Linked DNA regions of Mus musculus: regions 2 and 3 are each linked to region 1. A link is a contact called in public Hi-C and HiCAR-type data. All regions are on one chromosome and are shown on one strand. Each heading gives the region's core, a stretch centred on a gene start, on an enhancer-like site or on the middle of the called end of the contact. The rest is flanking DNA. Distances are from core to core; before and after follow the strand shown.

Region 1 (2,700 bases), core at 51-2,550:
TCCTGCCTGCCTGCCTTTCAAGTGTGTTTGAGGATCCAACTCTGCTTTCCATACCTGCTTTTTATGGTAGGCACTTTGGCCACTAAGCCATGTCCTTGGCTGTCATGTATACTTTTCCATCTACAGGTTCCCTAAAATGTTGGAGCTCCTGCCCTTCTTACTGTGATGTCATCACTTTCTTTTCCACCATGGATATAGTAAGTGGCACATTTGTCCTATAATGGTACCTTTGTGAGACAGACAGAGCTAATTTTTCATTCTAGATACCTGAAGCTACAGGCTACATTGAAAACAGGGAAAAAAAAAAAAGCCAGCAGTTCTAGGTTATGCTGACACAGGTAATGACTTAAAATTCCTCTGAGCTTAGATTTTTTTTTTTGTGCTTATGAGTCTCTAAATTAGCTTTCATTATCTCAGCAGGTCTCTGCCTTTTGAGTTTTGAAGCCATCGTTTATGAATATAGCCAGAGCACTGAAGTTGTTTGCTTTTAAGGTAACAAACCCCTGCTGGATGGGAAGGTGTGAGGTATTAGGGTTAGTGAGAATTGCAGTCAGTGGATATAGCATTGCTCTGAGGTGAATTAAAGAAGTCGAGCTTGATTTGATTTCAGCTGCAGTGTCTTTAGCCGGTACCAGAATGAATCCATGCCAGAACTGGCAGGGACTTTGAAGTGAGAGAATCCCTGTGGATTTTGTATAATCGCACCACACGAAGGAGGGAATATATGAAACACCTGTGAGATGCCACCCTGCCTCTGGTCCTGTGAAGAGGTTTAATGTTTAGACTCTCACACAGTGAGTCTCAGCCTAGTGGAATTTCTATCAGCAACAGAGAAAGTAGGCTCATGAGCAGCAAATACTATTTGCATCACTTAGAACCACAGACTTGAAAAGGACTAAGAAGTCATCAAAACTGCCTGCCCTGCTCTTGGAAAGAAGGCCTTCCTTGCAGAAGGCAGAGGACACTTGGCTATCTGGACCCAATTCAAAGGTTACAGGCATCTGCATAAATCATTACCCCTGCTTACCAACATCTGCAGCTAGTACACAAATTCTCAGAAATAACATGCCTTTAGACCTGGCTGGGGTTCTTCCAGTTTTTGCTGGAAGAAATAGGGTGCTTCATATTGTTCAGCCATATACTCAAAGCTCTATGGCAAAAGAGTTCATTACATGGTGAAAGACACTAGCTTGGAGAGTATTTCTTGGAGGAAGTGCTCTCATCCCTGACTCTATCCTCTGCAAACTCGAATTGTATTGTCTCAAAGACACTCTCATCCCCTCTGGACAGCCAGTCTGCACACTAGATGGCAGTAATAGCCCAGTTTCAGAGTCCCTTTTTGTCTTCCCCTCCCCCTTTCTCTTCTGGCATAATCTTTTCTTGTCCATAGCAATAGAGAATAAAAGATGCAAATAAAATCCCTTTATTTTGTACAAGGCTCATTCAGAAAAGCTGATATACAATTAAAATGATCAGGAAATAAATATTTTAAACAATATTGAAAACTTCAGGCATGGTGGGTTTTTCTTGGTGGTAGAGGAAGGTCTCTGATTCATTTCTTTGTTTGTTATTCTTTTTCAGGCATAGTTTAATTACCAAAAGAGGCTTGTTGAGGCCCAAGGTCTAAGCTTAAATGAGATGATAAAAATGTATTTTGGAGATTTTGGAGGGAGTAGGAGGCAGGAGGAATCCAGCCAGGCCAGTTTTTTTTTTCTCAAATCCCGTGCTTTGCTAGCAGATTGACTCTGTGCTTTATACAACATTAATCTGGATTTCCTAGACATTCAACAGTCAGATGCATGCTCAGAGCCGCATTAAGTATTGCTCATTAACAGTAAGTAAGATACTGGAAACAGAACTATAAACCAAACGAAAGTCTCCTGACATGAGTAGGCCCCTTTGGACTGTTTGTGTAAAATTTAAATCTGTATTGGTGAGCTAGAAAGAGACAGATTCTGTGTCCGTGAAATGTTCTCAGGCCTCTAGAATGTCCTATCTGAGGTCTACTTGCAAAAGAAGGCTCCACTCTTACTGGTGATAATTCATGCTGTTACCAAAGCAGTAAAAACACAAAATGCATATACTGAAACAAATGTGTCACTCTTAAATTGAATGTTGCAGCCACGGCCTTTCCCTACTCCTAAGCACAGCTCCAGCTTCCTGTTGGAATGCACAGGCCCACACTATGCTCCCATTTCCAGCAAATTCTGCAATCATCTCTTAAAGGTTGCCACAGAGAAAACCTAAGCAGCATCCTAAAGAACAACTCAAAGCCACGGGCAGATATGAATTTTTTACTTGGCCCACATGTGAAAATGATTAATGCATTATTTATAGATACTGCCTTTCCAGGGAGCTCAAGGTCATCTGTGGACTCCCAGACAAAGGGTCAAGTCTTGAGAAGCTGGCCTAATAATCGGTGCTGACAGTTTCTTGGACATATTGCAGTGCTTTAAGTAGATGTATTTTCCTACTTGGAAAGAACTGTGAAACCTTTTTTTTTCTTTTTATTCCTTTTAAATTAGTTAGCTACTCACTTATCTGACTTGATTACAACTCATTAACTTTGATCAGAAGGAGGGCATGGGCAGGAGTGTTGCTATGGCCACCTTCTGTCTTCCTCGAGCCTCTGCATCATTCTACTCTGAGAAACATTACAACTAGCCTTTCCATGTAACAAATGTACCTCACTTGCCTTAT
Region 2 (2,700 bases), core at 17-2,516, 730 kb after region 1:
AAGAAAGTTTTGTTAGGGGTGTGACCGTTAGTAGATCCATCATGCTTCCGTGGCTGGCCCTACATCCAGGAGTATATAGTCAGTGCAATGAGAGAGATGGAGATGTATGTATGTATGTATGTATGTATGTATGTATGTATGAATGTATGCATATCAGGACACTAGGACACAAAGTTTTCCAGATAGTAGGAAATATCCAGTGTGTAAATAGTAGGTATATCTGAAGGGAGCTGAGGCAGACTTAGGGTGTTAATATGATCAAAATACATGGTATGAAATTTTCGAAGAAGTAATAAAAATGTTTGGAGAAAAAAGAAAAGAAACTTCTTCATTCAAGAAAAAATTTAATACATATTAATAAAATGTTAAACAAAAGGAAATATGCATAATTGTAATACAGATGCAATCAGAGGAGGAAAATTAATAAACAGTAGGTCTGAAGACCTAGCAGGGCTCTTTGTCTAATTACATATATTAATATTTATTGAACACTTTGTGTCATGTACTTTAGAAATTTTATCTCAATTAGTATTCATAGCAATTCTATGAAGTAGACATTATCATGCTAAATATAAGCATTAAGTGTCTGGGACTCAAAGAATATACAAAGCTAACCTCAGCAGTTGTTAGGTAGAACAGGAAGTTTTGAGCTCAAGTCTCCCTAATCCCAGGACCCACATTTACCATACTACTGGCTTTCAGCCAAATGAGCCACTCCAGAAAATACCCTGTGAACTTAGATCAAAATAGTGTTCCTTCAATTTGAGGTTATTTCTTGGGGGATAACAGCCATTAGAATTTTGTGTTGAGAAAGCTATGAACAAAGGTACTGTCATAGTCTACACCTCTAACACTCAAGTTCAGAAACTAAAATATTCCTGGGTTGAAACATACATCTAAATTGGCATTCATCTCCAACGCTCTTCTTCTTCAGGATTAGGTCTCAAATGTATAGAGTCCAAACACTGAAATGACATTAAATGTAATGTGTTTATCAAGGAATCGAGTCATCTCATTTGCTATGCAGGAGGGCAAGTACGGGACAGAACAAGGCCACCCCAGAGGACTTCAACAAATTATTTCACTACATTACACAAAACATCAAGAATGTTAGGATGCTGAGAAATGGGTTTTTAATTCTTTCAAAAAATAGCACCAACCAAAGCAAATGGCATTTTTTTTTCTTTAGAAGAAAGAACCAATTGTTCAACCTATTCATGACCTTACAGTTAGTAAGACAAAGAGTGTATTCAAAGTGAATAGACAAGTTCCATTTCCCTCTCAAAAAGGGACCATTGCATGGAATGTTTTAGAGAATGTTTTAGAGAAGTCCTCTGTAAACATTATTTGTTCAAGAAGATGAATACTTCAGTGCATGATAAGGGTTTATCGGATATTTTTGGAATTCTAACCATCTATTCATATATGTGTGAAACCATAAAGCCTTTTTGAATTTGTCCTCTCCTGATCATGGATACCAGTGCTATACCTCTGCATCTGGGTAAACAATGCATCCTTTACAGATCTGACATCTGAATATTTATTCCTCCCAGTGTTTTTCACAAGTCCTTGAGTTTCTCCAGTCCCTGAAGCCAGCGTCCCTTTGAACCACATCCAAAAGTTGCCATACTTTAAGCTGGTCCCTGCTTTTGATAAACTGGCTCTTTCATGGAACTTCATACCTCTCACTGAGAAGAAAATGAATCTTAAGTATGGGGGTGAGGATTCATACTCTGTTTCCTATAATCATTTGATCTGAAGGACCACATATGCTTAAAAGTGAATTCTTTCTTTTTTCTTTTTTTTTTTTTTTTTTTTTTTTTGGTTTTTTAAGACAGGGTTTCTCTGTATAGCCCTGGCTGTCCTGGTATTCACTTTGTAGACCAGACTGGCCTCAAACTCAGAAATCTGACTGCCTCTGCCTCCCAAGTGCTGGGATTAAAGGCGTGTGCCACCACACCCAGTGTAAAAGTGAATTCTTGACATCTTAGCTGACAGCAGTGAATCGGCAATAGTAACAAGTAGAAGTAAATAGTGAAGCAACCAGATATAAAAGAAATTAACATTTTAGGATGGACACCTCTTCTGTTGGTCAGTCAGTCGCCTTCTGAACACTGCATGGCTCAGTTTTACTTCAGTGAGAACTGTCCACCGTAATGGACAGATTTGGGAATATTGTCATTCTGCTGCTGAGAGTAGATGATATTCACAGTGAGTGCTTTAAATATCTTTAAACGGTGTATTATCTGAGACATAACATAATGAAATGTTACTTTTCTAGGTATTATTAGTTCTGGGTCTCAGAGAGAACCTATTTAGTCTATTAACTTTCAGAGATACCTTCTGCAGATGAAATGCTAGATAAAAGTCTAACTCACTTTTCTAGTCGTAAAACATTTTTCAAAGTCCTACCTATATTAAATTCTATGTGTTTGGCTGCGGCTATAAATAAGCTTGAGAGTTCTGTCCTTGTATTGCCTGACATATCCTAATGTGGTTTACTTTTTTTTTTTTTTTTTTTTTTTTTTTGGAGACAGGGTTTCTTTGTATAGCCCTGGCTGTCCTGGCACTCACTTTGTAGACCAGGCTGGCCTCGAACTCAGAAATCTGCCTGCCTCTGCCTCACAAGTAAGCTTGAGTGTTCTGTCCTTGTATTGTCTGACCATACTAGCCTGACATATTCTAATGTGGTTTACTTTT
Region 3 (2,700 bases), core at 141-2,640, 810 kb before region 1:
TATCCAGAGTCCAAGGCAGTGCAGTAGCCAAAAGTTCTTGAAATGCCTGGGCTGGGGGCTGGTGAGATGGCTCAGCAGGTAAGAGCACCCGACTGCTCTTCCAAAGGTCCTGAGTTCAAATCCCAGCAACCACATGGTGGCTCACAACCATCCATAATGAGATCTGATTCCCTCTTCTGGTGTGTCTGAAGACAGCTACAGTGTACTTACATATAATAAATAAATAAATCTTAAAAAAAAAGAAAGAAATGCCTGGGCTGAGCGCAGCAGGCTTGGAGGTGGACATTCCTATGTGAATACCTGCAGCCGGTCTCTGGGAGGAATGAGAGATGCGGTGGCCAGTCTTCCTTCAGGGCTGTGTGTTGATGTCTCACATTCTGCAGAGGCCTCATCTTCCTGGCTCTTCACTCCAGTGTCTCCTTTTCCAGTTGTGAGTGGGGAGGAGTCATTGCAGCCCTTTTTCTTCCTTAATCCGATGTCACAGTGGCTCTCCTCTGATCTTACACAGACCAGCCAGGGACAGAGTCCATCTTCAGCCTTCAGGGAATGCTGGAATAGATGCTACCTCTGAGGCTGACCTCTAGTTCATGCATCTATGTATCACATGACCAGACTTAGTTACTTTTTTTTTTTTTTTTTTTTTTTTTAATGCATAGAGTATCATTGTGTAGCCCATGCTAACCTGGACTTTTTGTATAACCTGGGCTGGCCTCTAACTTGTGGTAATCCTCTTGTCCCAGCCTTGTAAGTGCTGTTATGACAGGCATGAGCTGCCACCCCAGCTGTCCTTACTCATTCATTATGCAGTTTTGTGAACACCCTAGATCTCCCACACATTGGGTGCAAGCTCTCCTCATGTCTTTAGGTGTAGGAGTCCTATCCATTTCTAGATGCTGCTGCTTCACTTGTAAGCATCCCTGATGCCCGCTGGGTACCACATGCTGAGCTACTCCCCCCCCCCCCCCCCCCCCGGCAGCTGCATTTTCTTTCCTTGGTACCAATTGCTCTGAATTTATTGCTTTACTTCAATGGTGACAATTTTGACTTTATGCACAAGTTTTCCTTGGTGAAGAAGAACCAATTTCTCTTTTTCATTTCAATGGTCAAATTCCTTCTGCAACCTATAAATGCCAGCACATGTTTTGCCATGCAAATATTGATTTTTTTTCCTTGTTGGTATGAAGTCTTTTCTTGGGCCTTGGTGTCTATCCTGTATGTATAAAAAGGAACAGCATCCTGAGAGCAGCAAAGGTCTCCCTGCCCGGCGCACATTCACAACGGTGTTGGGGAGACTCCACAGTGCTGGTTGCTACTATAAGACAGGGCAGAGATGTTTCTCCCCACATACAACATGCTGGCTTTTCTGGGACTGTGGCCTACTTTACATCTCACTCTATTTTTGTTCTTCTCCGCTGCCCTAGTTGTTTTCGGCCTAAGATAGAACCTTTATTGGAGATCAGCATGCTGTGTGCTACCACAGAGGGGAGAAAGATAAAGATAAAATATCTATAAAGACCTTCTGAGCATCCTAAATTTAGAGGCTTTTCCACTTCTTTCTATTCTATACATTTGGATGGTAATTCAAAATTGGTCCGATTTCACTCCCTTTAAAGACTGCCACATCCCACTGTGGGATGGGTGCCCTCACTGTACAAGTTCACAGCTCACTAAAGGCTGCCACGTTCCACTGTGGGACAGGGGCCCTCACACTAGAAGACCACAGCTCGCTGTAGCTGGGTCCTCACAGGCACCACTTTGCTTCACAGCAAGAAAGCACACAGAGAAGTCATTTTCCAAAGGGGATTGGTGCCACAGGACAGAAAGAAGATGCTTCCACATTTATCCCAAGGACAGGTCCTGAGGCTGCAGCCCCTCAGGGTGGTGACTGACATCCCTCTAGCCTACTGCACAGAGTGGATGGGCAGGTCCTAAGAGGAATCTCTTAACCAGGTCATTTCCTAATGTGGAGCTTGGGGTGCAGACATTCAAAGACTTTTGATAGATGTTTGTAACAATAACAGTTTGATGCTCAAAAGTATAAATTTGGGAAATGGGTTATACAAGTTTAAACCACATTTTCTAGTAAAATATTGTGAAGTCTTTGCAGGCATGCATGCATGTGTATGTGTGTATGTATACTATGCATGTGTGTGGTATGTGTGCACTGTATGTGTATGTTCGTGTGCGAGTGTGTGTGTGTGTGTACATCCTGCTGCACATGCATGCAGAGACGAAAGGAGGACATTGGGTGTCTTGCTCTTTCACACTTTGCCTTATTCCCTGAGACAGAGTCTCTCAGTAAACTTGTAACCAGGCTGTTGGCCAACAGTACTCAGCAATCCTTAGTTGGCGCCTCCGAGTGCTGGGGTTGCAGGTGCCCACGGCCACATCTGGCTTTTTATGTGGCTTTTGAGGATAAGAACGAAGATCCTCATGCTTGCACAGCAAAGCAGCAAAGCTCTCCTCCCTACTAAGCTCCTCCTGCTCGTTCTCTCTCTCAGAGCTTTAGTCGCATAAATACTCCATGCTTGCTTCCCCCCTCTTCTTTTTGTCCCTCTTTCCTCCTTCCCTGTCTCCCCCTTTCCCCTTCTCTCTTTCTTGCCTTTCTTCTCTTTCCCTTTCTCCCTCCTCCCACCCCTCTCTCCCTTTTCCTTCTTATTTTGGAGATAGGCTTTTACTATGCAGTGCAGGCGGACCTCA

Evidence for each region. A called contact is a pair of places that touch in the nucleus more often than the background predicts. HiCAR-type assays count read pairs that join an accessible place to other places.
Region 2: a contact with region 1 is called in a HiCAR-type map of astrocytes, with 4 times the contacts expected there. The contact joins two enhancer-like sites. A contact is called at or near these places in 2 of 484 Hi-C or Micro-C datasets (cerebellar granule neurons and neural progenitor cells) and 4 of 115 datasets of contacts at active chromatin or transcription factors (astrocytes, differentiating embryonic stem cells, embryonic basal ganglia and 1 more).
Region 3: a contact with region 1 is called in a Hi-C map of cortical neurons, with 2.7 times the contacts expected there. The contact joins two enhancer-like sites.

Annotation. Positions count from the first base shown.
Region 1 is chr13:25,931,706-25,934,405 of GRCm38.p6, forward strand. All of the region lies in intron 1 of Gm11351 (predicted gene 11351), which reads right to left. Among named protein-coding and RNA genes, the nearest start is that of Gm11351, 33 kb to the right of the region's middle. Within about 2 kb of position 1,301, at least 52 of the 459 cell types and tissues checked have an H3K27ac peak or open chromatin away from gene starts, as enhancers often do. A contact at or near this core is called in astrocytes, cortical neurons and neural progenitor cells, where this site is marked.
Region 2 is chr13:26,658,510-26,661,209 of GRCm38.p6, forward strand. No RefSeq gene overlaps it. Among named protein-coding and RNA genes, the nearest start is that of Hdgfl1, 110 kb to the right of the region's middle. Within about 2 kb of position 1,267, at least 18 of the 459 cell types and tissues checked have an H3K27ac peak or open chromatin away from gene starts, as enhancers often do. A contact at or near this core is called in astrocytes and neural progenitor cells, where this site is marked.
Region 3 is chr13:25,126,606-25,129,305 of GRCm38.p6, forward strand. The region is part of intron 7 of Dcdc2a (doublecortin domain containing 2a); the gene reads left to right. Among named protein-coding and RNA genes, the nearest start is that of Dcdc2a, 72 kb to the left of the region's middle. Within about 2 kb of position 1,391, at least 8 of the 459 cell types and tissues checked have an H3K27ac peak or open chromatin away from gene starts, as enhancers often do. A contact at or near this core is called in cortical neurons, where this site is marked.